Linked DNA regions of Mus musculus: region 2 is linked to region 1. A link is a contact called in public HiChIP or PLAC-seq data. All regions are on one chromosome and are shown on one strand. Each heading gives the region's core, a stretch centred on a gene start, on an enhancer-like site or on the middle of the called end of the contact. The rest is flanking DNA. Distances are from core to core; before and after follow the strand shown. Region 1 overlaps Fgd6 (FYVE, RhoGEF and PH domain containing 6). Region 2 has its middle 41 kb from the start of Tmcc3.

Evidence for each region. HiChIP or PLAC-seq counts read pairs in DNA pulled down with a chosen protein or histone mark.
Region 2: an H3K27ac HiChIP or PLAC-seq map of microglia shows a contact between it and region 1, with 5 times the contacts expected there. The contact joins two enhancer-like sites. A contact is called at or near these places in 8 of 484 Hi-C or Micro-C datasets (the HL-1 cell line and embryonic stem cells) and 1 of 115 datasets of contacts at active chromatin or transcription factors (microglia).

Annotation. Positions count from the first base shown.
Region 1 is chr10:94,121,117-94,124,706 of GRCm38.p6, forward strand. It overlaps Fgd6 (FYVE, RhoGEF and PH domain containing 6), which reads left to right. Exons shown (of 21, transcript NM_053072.3): 10 at 2,123-2,181; 11 at 2,428-2,499. Among named protein-coding and RNA genes, the nearest start is that of Nr2c1, 25 kb to the right of the region's middle. Within about 2 kb of position 1,570, at least 19 of the 459 cell types and tissues checked have an H3K27ac peak or open chromatin away from gene starts, as enhancers often do. A contact at or near this core is called in microglia, where this site is marked.
Region 2 is chr10:94,472,397-94,475,986 of GRCm38.p6, forward strand. It overlaps a transcript of Tmcc3 not described here. Among named protein-coding and RNA genes, the nearest start is that of Tmcc3, 41 kb to the right of the region's middle. Within about 2 kb of position 1,960, at least 26 of the 459 cell types and tissues checked have an H3K27ac peak or open chromatin away from gene starts, as enhancers often do. A contact at or near this core is called in microglia, where this site is marked.

The DNA.
Region 1 (3,590 bases), core at 320-2,819:
TGGCGACAAGATTTTACAATGTCCTACAAGCTGACCTCAGCCCAAGATCTCCTCAGGTTTGAGAATCACACCCACATGCCTCCATAGCTGGCCTTTTTAGTAAGGAAAATAGCCTACACAGCACAAGGAAGTGTATTCTCTGTGCCTTCTTCCTGCCTCTCCAGCTCAGACTAAAGCTGATTGGGCTTTCCGTTCATACGCTCTTCCAGGCTTGCCTCTGTGTCTTCAGACATTCATTAAACAAGTCCGCGTCCACCCCATCAATGTTTGAATTTTGGGCATATTCTTATGTATTCTGTGGATCTTCAGATTTTGAACCTGAGTGAGCCTGGGGGCCGGAGGTGCAGCTCAGCAGTTAAGAGCTCTTGTTTTTGCAGAGGACCCGAGTTCAGTTCCCAGCACCCATGTGCTGACTCGGAGCCATCCATAACTTCAGGTCCAGGGCATCTGATGTCCTTGTCCAGCCTCTGCAGGCCCCAGGCATACACACAGTGCACATACACATGCAGGCAGAACACTCATAAAATAAAATTTAAAAACAAAAGGCACTTGTTTCAAAGCCAGTTTCAGAGATTCAGAATCGTTGCCTCATAGTGACTTTATGTCTCCGATCTCTCCCATTTGTGTTTCATTGTTTTATCTTTTGTTGACTTGGCTTGGTCTTTTAAAACAAAGTTTACAATTATAGTATAGGTTGACTTAAAAGTTGCCGTGTCGCCAAGGATGACCTTGAACTCCTAATCCTCCCACCAAAGCGCCCTACTTATGTGTATTTGCCACCAGGTCTTGCTATTTTGTTTTGAGGCACAGTGGCCTTGAACTCATGATCCTCTTAAGTGCCAAGGCCTGTGTCTCTATTCCTGGCTTAGTTTCTTTGATGTAATTTTATTGTTTATGATAATGTAAATTCAGTTCAGGACACAGGCTGAGCAAAGGCTTTACCACTGAACAACACCCACTGCCCAGAGTTACTCTAGCATTTTATTTAAAAGAAAAGTTTGAGGTTGCCTGCAATGATATTTTATGTCCTCTGTAGTCTAGATGATGAAGAAATTAACATCTCCATCAAAATAAATAATAGAGGAGATAGCATGAGAGTCCGGGTACCCTGAGCTGAACTGAGTCATTTAGAAAGAGGAAATATTACAGTTGTAGAGGCAAGAATTTTGGCTTAGGAAAAGGCAGGACTGAAGATGAACTTGAGTGGGCAGAGGAAGAGTGGGTGTTGCTGGCCCAAGTCTGTCTTGGGAAGAGAAAGCCAGAAGACCTGAGGTTATGGGTCACCAGTACAGCATTCACTAAGCATGTACTAGGCTTGGTTTATTCCCTTGGACACCCCTCTCTAATCCTTATTACAGTGATCTTGATAAACAGAGCCCCGAGCCTCTGACCCATGTCTCAAGATTTCTGTCTTTAAGGAAATTATCAATGATGCTGTAGATGAAGTAGGTAAAGAGTCTGAGATGGAGGATCTTGATCCGTGGAAACCATCTACCGGCACCTGAGTGAGATAGATGCACTGTGTGGTCAGAAGCAGGGAGTAGATGGTGTGGAGGGCAGCTGTGGGCTGGACTGGACCGGGGTGAAGGGAAGTGAAACAAGTATGTCTTCATTGCTAGAAGGGGTTGTCAGCATCTCTGTGGAGATGGCATGGAGCCAGAAGGTTTAGCATCAGGTGACCAACAGCAGCTTCTTTTATCTTCCATCCTCTCAGTCCTAAGGTTCTCAGCCCTGCTCACTACAGATTGCAGCAAGCCAGAGAGATGGGCGTATCCAGGGTGACCGTGAGGATGGCGGGGGAGATAGTGTCAGGCGCATAAGTTCTGGCCTATGGTGGGGATTGCTATATAAAGACACCCTTGCTTCCTTCCATGGCAGTGATAAGGTTGCACATTTTGTCTGTTTGTTTTGTTTTTGCCTGTTTCCCCTGGTTCTACCCTCACTGAATCTTAATGTCTGGCTACTCAGTCTTCATGTCTGTAGTTCTGGCTACTCTCAGGCAACCAAGTTCCTCCCCAGTTTAGTTACTGTGTAGTAGGACTTTTGTCAGCTGGACTGGTTAATGTTAGACTCTGCTTCCTTCGTAACAACCAGATGCCCTTTCTCTTATTGCATATTTTAGATGCCCTGGCTGTTGTCATAGAGGTAGCTAACCATGCCAATGACACCATGAAGCAAGGGGTAAGTATCTGGAAACCAGGCTAGCCTTCCCTACACTGTAGGAGCTGAAGGGCTAGCCTTCACCACACTGTGGAAGCTGGAGTGCTAGCCTTCACTACACTGTGGAAGCTGGAAGGCTAGCCTTCACTACACCGTGGAAGCTTGAGTGCTAGCCTTCACTACACTGTGGAAGCTGGAAGGCTAGCCTTCACTACACCGTGGAAGCTGGAGGGCTAGCCTTCATGTGCTCTGCCTTCTCTCCTGTAGGACAACTTTCAGAAGCTCATGCAGATTCAGTACAGCTTAAGTGGACACCATGAAATTGTGCAACCCGGGCGGGTAAGCGTCTCAGAATGCCCCCTGCAGTTTCCTACACTGCTTGGGCACGGTCTGTAGCTATTTTTATTCTACTTCTGAAAGTAAGTTATGTTACTCTTCAGTGACCTAATATGCATCGCTTTATCCATTCAAAACAGAATGATGTAAGTCACAATGACAAGCAGTCCAATTCAATCAGGAGAGAGGCAGAGGACCCCATGGAGCTCCCATAGAGTCATTTAATGGGATCATTTGATTGTGCAATACCAACTGAACTCACACAGCTTCTAAGGCAATGTCATTGACAGTCTTGAGGCCTGGAAGGGAAAAAGATTGCTGTTTTGATTCTCCTCAGAGAGCACAGAAGTGGTCTAAGAAATGAGCTCAGGAAGCCGCACGCTGACTGGCAGGTCATTGGGTGTGCTGCAGATCAAGAACACAGGCAATGGCGTCAGTTATAGAGTAACTTCTGGGGCCGATACAGGACGTACGAGACTGATTGTTATACCTGAGTTCTTTTTAAATTTTCTTTATAATTAGTGTGTGTGTGTGTGTGTGTGTGTGTGTGTGTGTGTGTGTGTGTGTGTGTGTGTTAGAGTGAGAAAGGACAGTGGTTGGGAGGGCTCTCTCCGACCACGTAGGGCTCAGGAATTGAACTCAGGTCATCATGCTTTGCAGCAGTTACCTTTACCCACTGAGCCATCCCACTGGCCCCCTTTCATCTTTTTTGAGACAGTCTTACATAATCAAGGCTAGCCTTGAACTTCCCAAGTGCTAAAACTACAGAAGGGCACTCCACCCCATGCCTGTCTTATTAAATGCTGAGAATCGAACCCAGAAGTTAACACATGCTAGGTATGCATATCTTGTCAGCTGAGCAAACCATCCCCCTCTTGTCCTCTTAAAAATACTTGTCAATTTCTATTTTATGCATATAAGTGTTTTGCTTATGTGTGTATAATGGACACCACGTGCCTGCAGTACCCTCAGAGGCCAGAAGAGCGCGTCAGATCTCCAGGAACTAGAGTTACAGGCAGTTGAGAGCTATCCTCTGCAATAGCAACCAGTAATTTTATCCACTGAGGCCTCTCTCTAGGTCCCTCCCCCCCCCC
Region 2 (3,590 bases), core at 710-3,209, 350 kb after region 1:
TGGATGCAGGCATTCGACTCAGGTCTATAGCAGCACAGATGATAAGGAAATGGGCAGCAAGATTATATGCTAACAAGTTTTTCCTTATGAACACTGAAAGTTCAATTTTACATTATCTCCTTCCCTCCCTCTCTCTTCCTTTTCTTCCTCCTCTTCTTCCTCCTCTTTCTGAGACAGGAAATGGCCTGTAGCCCAGGCTGGCCTCAAACTTAAGTCCATCCTCTTGCCTCGGCTGCCCGGCAATCCTGGAATTACAGATGTGAGCCATCACACCTGTTGGGAATCCATGTCATTTTCACCTCACAAATTACTCTTTTCGACCACTTAAAATCATAAAACCATTTATACAAAAGCAGGTGCAGGGTGGGTTAGACCCTTGCAGCTTGCTGGGAGAATCAGAAATTGGATTGGTATGCAGAATATTGTCCTCCAGGCGTGACATGGCCAGGGGCTACCCAGCAGCCGCGACGACTTCCTGGACAACCGAAGATCAGGCCCACTAGCGTTCTGTCCTGATTGGGGTGGGGGTTGAGGAGAGGTCAGTCAGTGGCTCTCACAGGGTGTTTCGGCAGATAATGGTTGCTGGGACAAAGACATTTTCTTTAGCAATGTAGCCACCAAGTTGTCTATACTTCTAAGTAACTTTAACCCTTTGGGTCACCAAACTGGACTTGGGAGGTAGCCTTTCTTTGGTGTGTTTTTGGTGCCCTGTCTGAGACGAGCAGCGTTTGTTCCCCCTCTCCAGCTCACACAATGACTGGGAAGACAGGGGAGATGGCTTGCGTTTGCTTTTTTTACTTTCTTAACTTTTGTACATTGGGAACTTTTGAGAGAACATAAAGCTCGTACCATAAAAATAGCTAAAGATATTTCCAATTTAAGAATAAAAGCAGAAGAACACTGGGAGTCAGTCCTATTCCAACTCATCTGGACTCACGGGCTCCATTCAGGATGTCGCCCTGTTTGTTCTCTCCATAAAGCGAAGACCGAGCCTCAAAAGCTGTAAACAGCTAAAGGCAAATGGCATTAGTAATTATAAGTCGCTCCCCTCCGTGTATGCAAACAGGCGACTTAGAACATCAGCCTGAGACGGCCAAGTGTGCTTAGATGAAGACACTTGCAAGCCATTTTGTTTTGCCTGCTGCGTTACACAGCGAGTTCTGACTGCTTGCCTCTCGCCTCTCGGTGTTACACTTTTATGGTTCCCATCTCTGGGTGATTCATATTACTTATGTCCTTCCTGTCTGTCTTCTTCCTCTGTAGATTCTCTGCAGGCAGAGGACTTACACACAGCAGCTCCCATTCATTCTACAAATAATGCATGCTTTCTACTCAGCAGGCGTTGGCTTTGGGCTCTGGGGATACTGGGGTAGACCAAGCAAATTCCTGATTGATGGATCATATACATTCTTTGTTGAATACAACTTTTTCCTGTTCTCTGAATTAATGTTTTCTTTCAGGAATAGAAAGTTAGTTTTTCCCTGTCTGGTGTGTGCTCAGGGTAATGTGTCCAGGCAACTCTGACTGACTTCTTAGTGTGTGCTTGAGGCAGTGTTTGGACACTTTCTGAGCGTCAGCTCAAAAGAAAAGCCACATCTGTCACACGTCTGGGAGGGGAGTGTGACAGTGGGTTATACCTGTCATCTGTACAGATTGGAGATTAGGACACATCTGAGGGTGAATGTGACGTAGCATCAGTGGGATACATGCAGACTTTGTATGTCAGGGGCTAGGGCTGAAGCTGGCTCCGTTGGTAAAGTGCTTGCCTAGCAGGCTTGCAGCTGGGATTGGCACCAGGTAAACCGTAGCCTGGTGTGGTGCCAAGCACCTGTATTGCTGGCACTCAGGAGGGGGACAGGAGGATCTAAGTCCAAGGCTGTCTCAGCTCCACACTGAGCTCAAGGCAGCCTGGGATGGACCAGAGCCTTTCTCCAGGAGGAACCGAAAGAAGAAAGAAGAGGCAGGTTGTCTGTGTCAGGGTTCAAGTTAACTTCCCCTCTGGCTCCTCTTTTGTCACAGACTCATCAGTGGTTCCGTTTTATCATGTTCAAAATGGGCACAGTGACACCTACTCTAGGAAACTGTGTCATCACGGTCTTTATTAAGAGCTGAGCTTTGCTGACCATGTCCCGTGTTTACAAGGATTTCACTTAATTTCCCTAAGGATGACTTCTTGGCTTTTTGGATGAAATCAGGTATAATTCCATTGAAATTATCGTTAGCCAGAGATATCTCATTTTTACTTATGAAGAACCAGACATCTAGTTAAGGCTGATGGACAGTGGGATGGTGGCGTCTGGTGTGGGTTTACTCTGTCTGTGGCTAGGAAGAGCATGGGAGGCCTTTTGACTTGACCACAGCTGAAGTGGTTGTAATTACTGCACCTGGCCTGTCTCTAGTCCATACAGACCTTTGTAAAGCCTGGCCTTTTGGTTTTGTTTTGTTTTTTACATTTTATTGATTCTTCGTGAATTTGAAATCGTGCACCCTAGTCTTGCTCATCTCCCTGTCCCCTCATCTCCACCCTTCATTCTTGCAACTCCCCACAAACACACACACACACACACACAGAGAGAGAGAGAGAGAGAGAGAGAGAGAGAGAGAGAGAAAGGGAGAGGCAAAACGAAGCATATAAAAACATCTCATCGTGGGAGCTCCAGTATGTCACAGTGTGCCCCACTATCCATACATCCTAACTTGCAAACATTCATTGCAATGAGTGAGACATTGGTCTGGTCTGAGGTCTCCGAGCCAGGCCCATTTCTAAAAATATTATTTTCAATTATTTTAACATTGGTTATACTTTTCAGTTGGGTGTTGAAGACTATGAGAACGGCCAAAACACATCACTTTCTTTATACAGCAAAGGCCAGTTGAGGGTCTGGTCCTTGGGCTTGGAATGAACCTCGCTCTTCGTCTGTCTTTTCTTAACCAGTTGTTCCATCTTTCATTTTAGATTGTGTGTATATGGGGTAGGGTGTGTGCATATGAGTGCAGCTGGTCTTAAGAGGCCAGAGGCATTGGATCCGTTGGACGCAGAGTCCCAGGTGGTTGTGAGTCACATGATTTGGCTGCTGGGAACTGAATCCCAAAGCCTCTGCAAAAGCAGTATCTCCCTTTCCCCCCAGACGCTGAGGCACCTCTCTGTCTCATATTGTTCCATTTTGAGAATGCACTGGGGCTGTGCTTGACTGTGCCTTCCTCCACATTGGCTCTCCTCTTTAATGTAATGTTTATTAACTTGGCAGTTTTAATTAGCATAACCAAAGACTTATAAGCCAATCTGATGCCAGAATGTAGGTTCCATGATTAATTGACTCATCCCATTTTACAGACCAGAAAACTGAGTCATTGACGGGAGTGCAGCACATATACATTAGATGTAACAATCCCTGCAGCACTAGGCCTGGCACAGCATAGCAGCTTGCTGTATCCCTTTGCCTCTCCGTACATCCCACCTACCCACCTACCCACCTCACCCTGTGCTGTGTTGTAGCAGTATGGATAAGATTGTCAACTCTGAGTGATTTGTTATAGGTCAATAAAGACAAGCCCATTCACTCAGTTTTCTTCCTTCAGGCTCCTCAGAC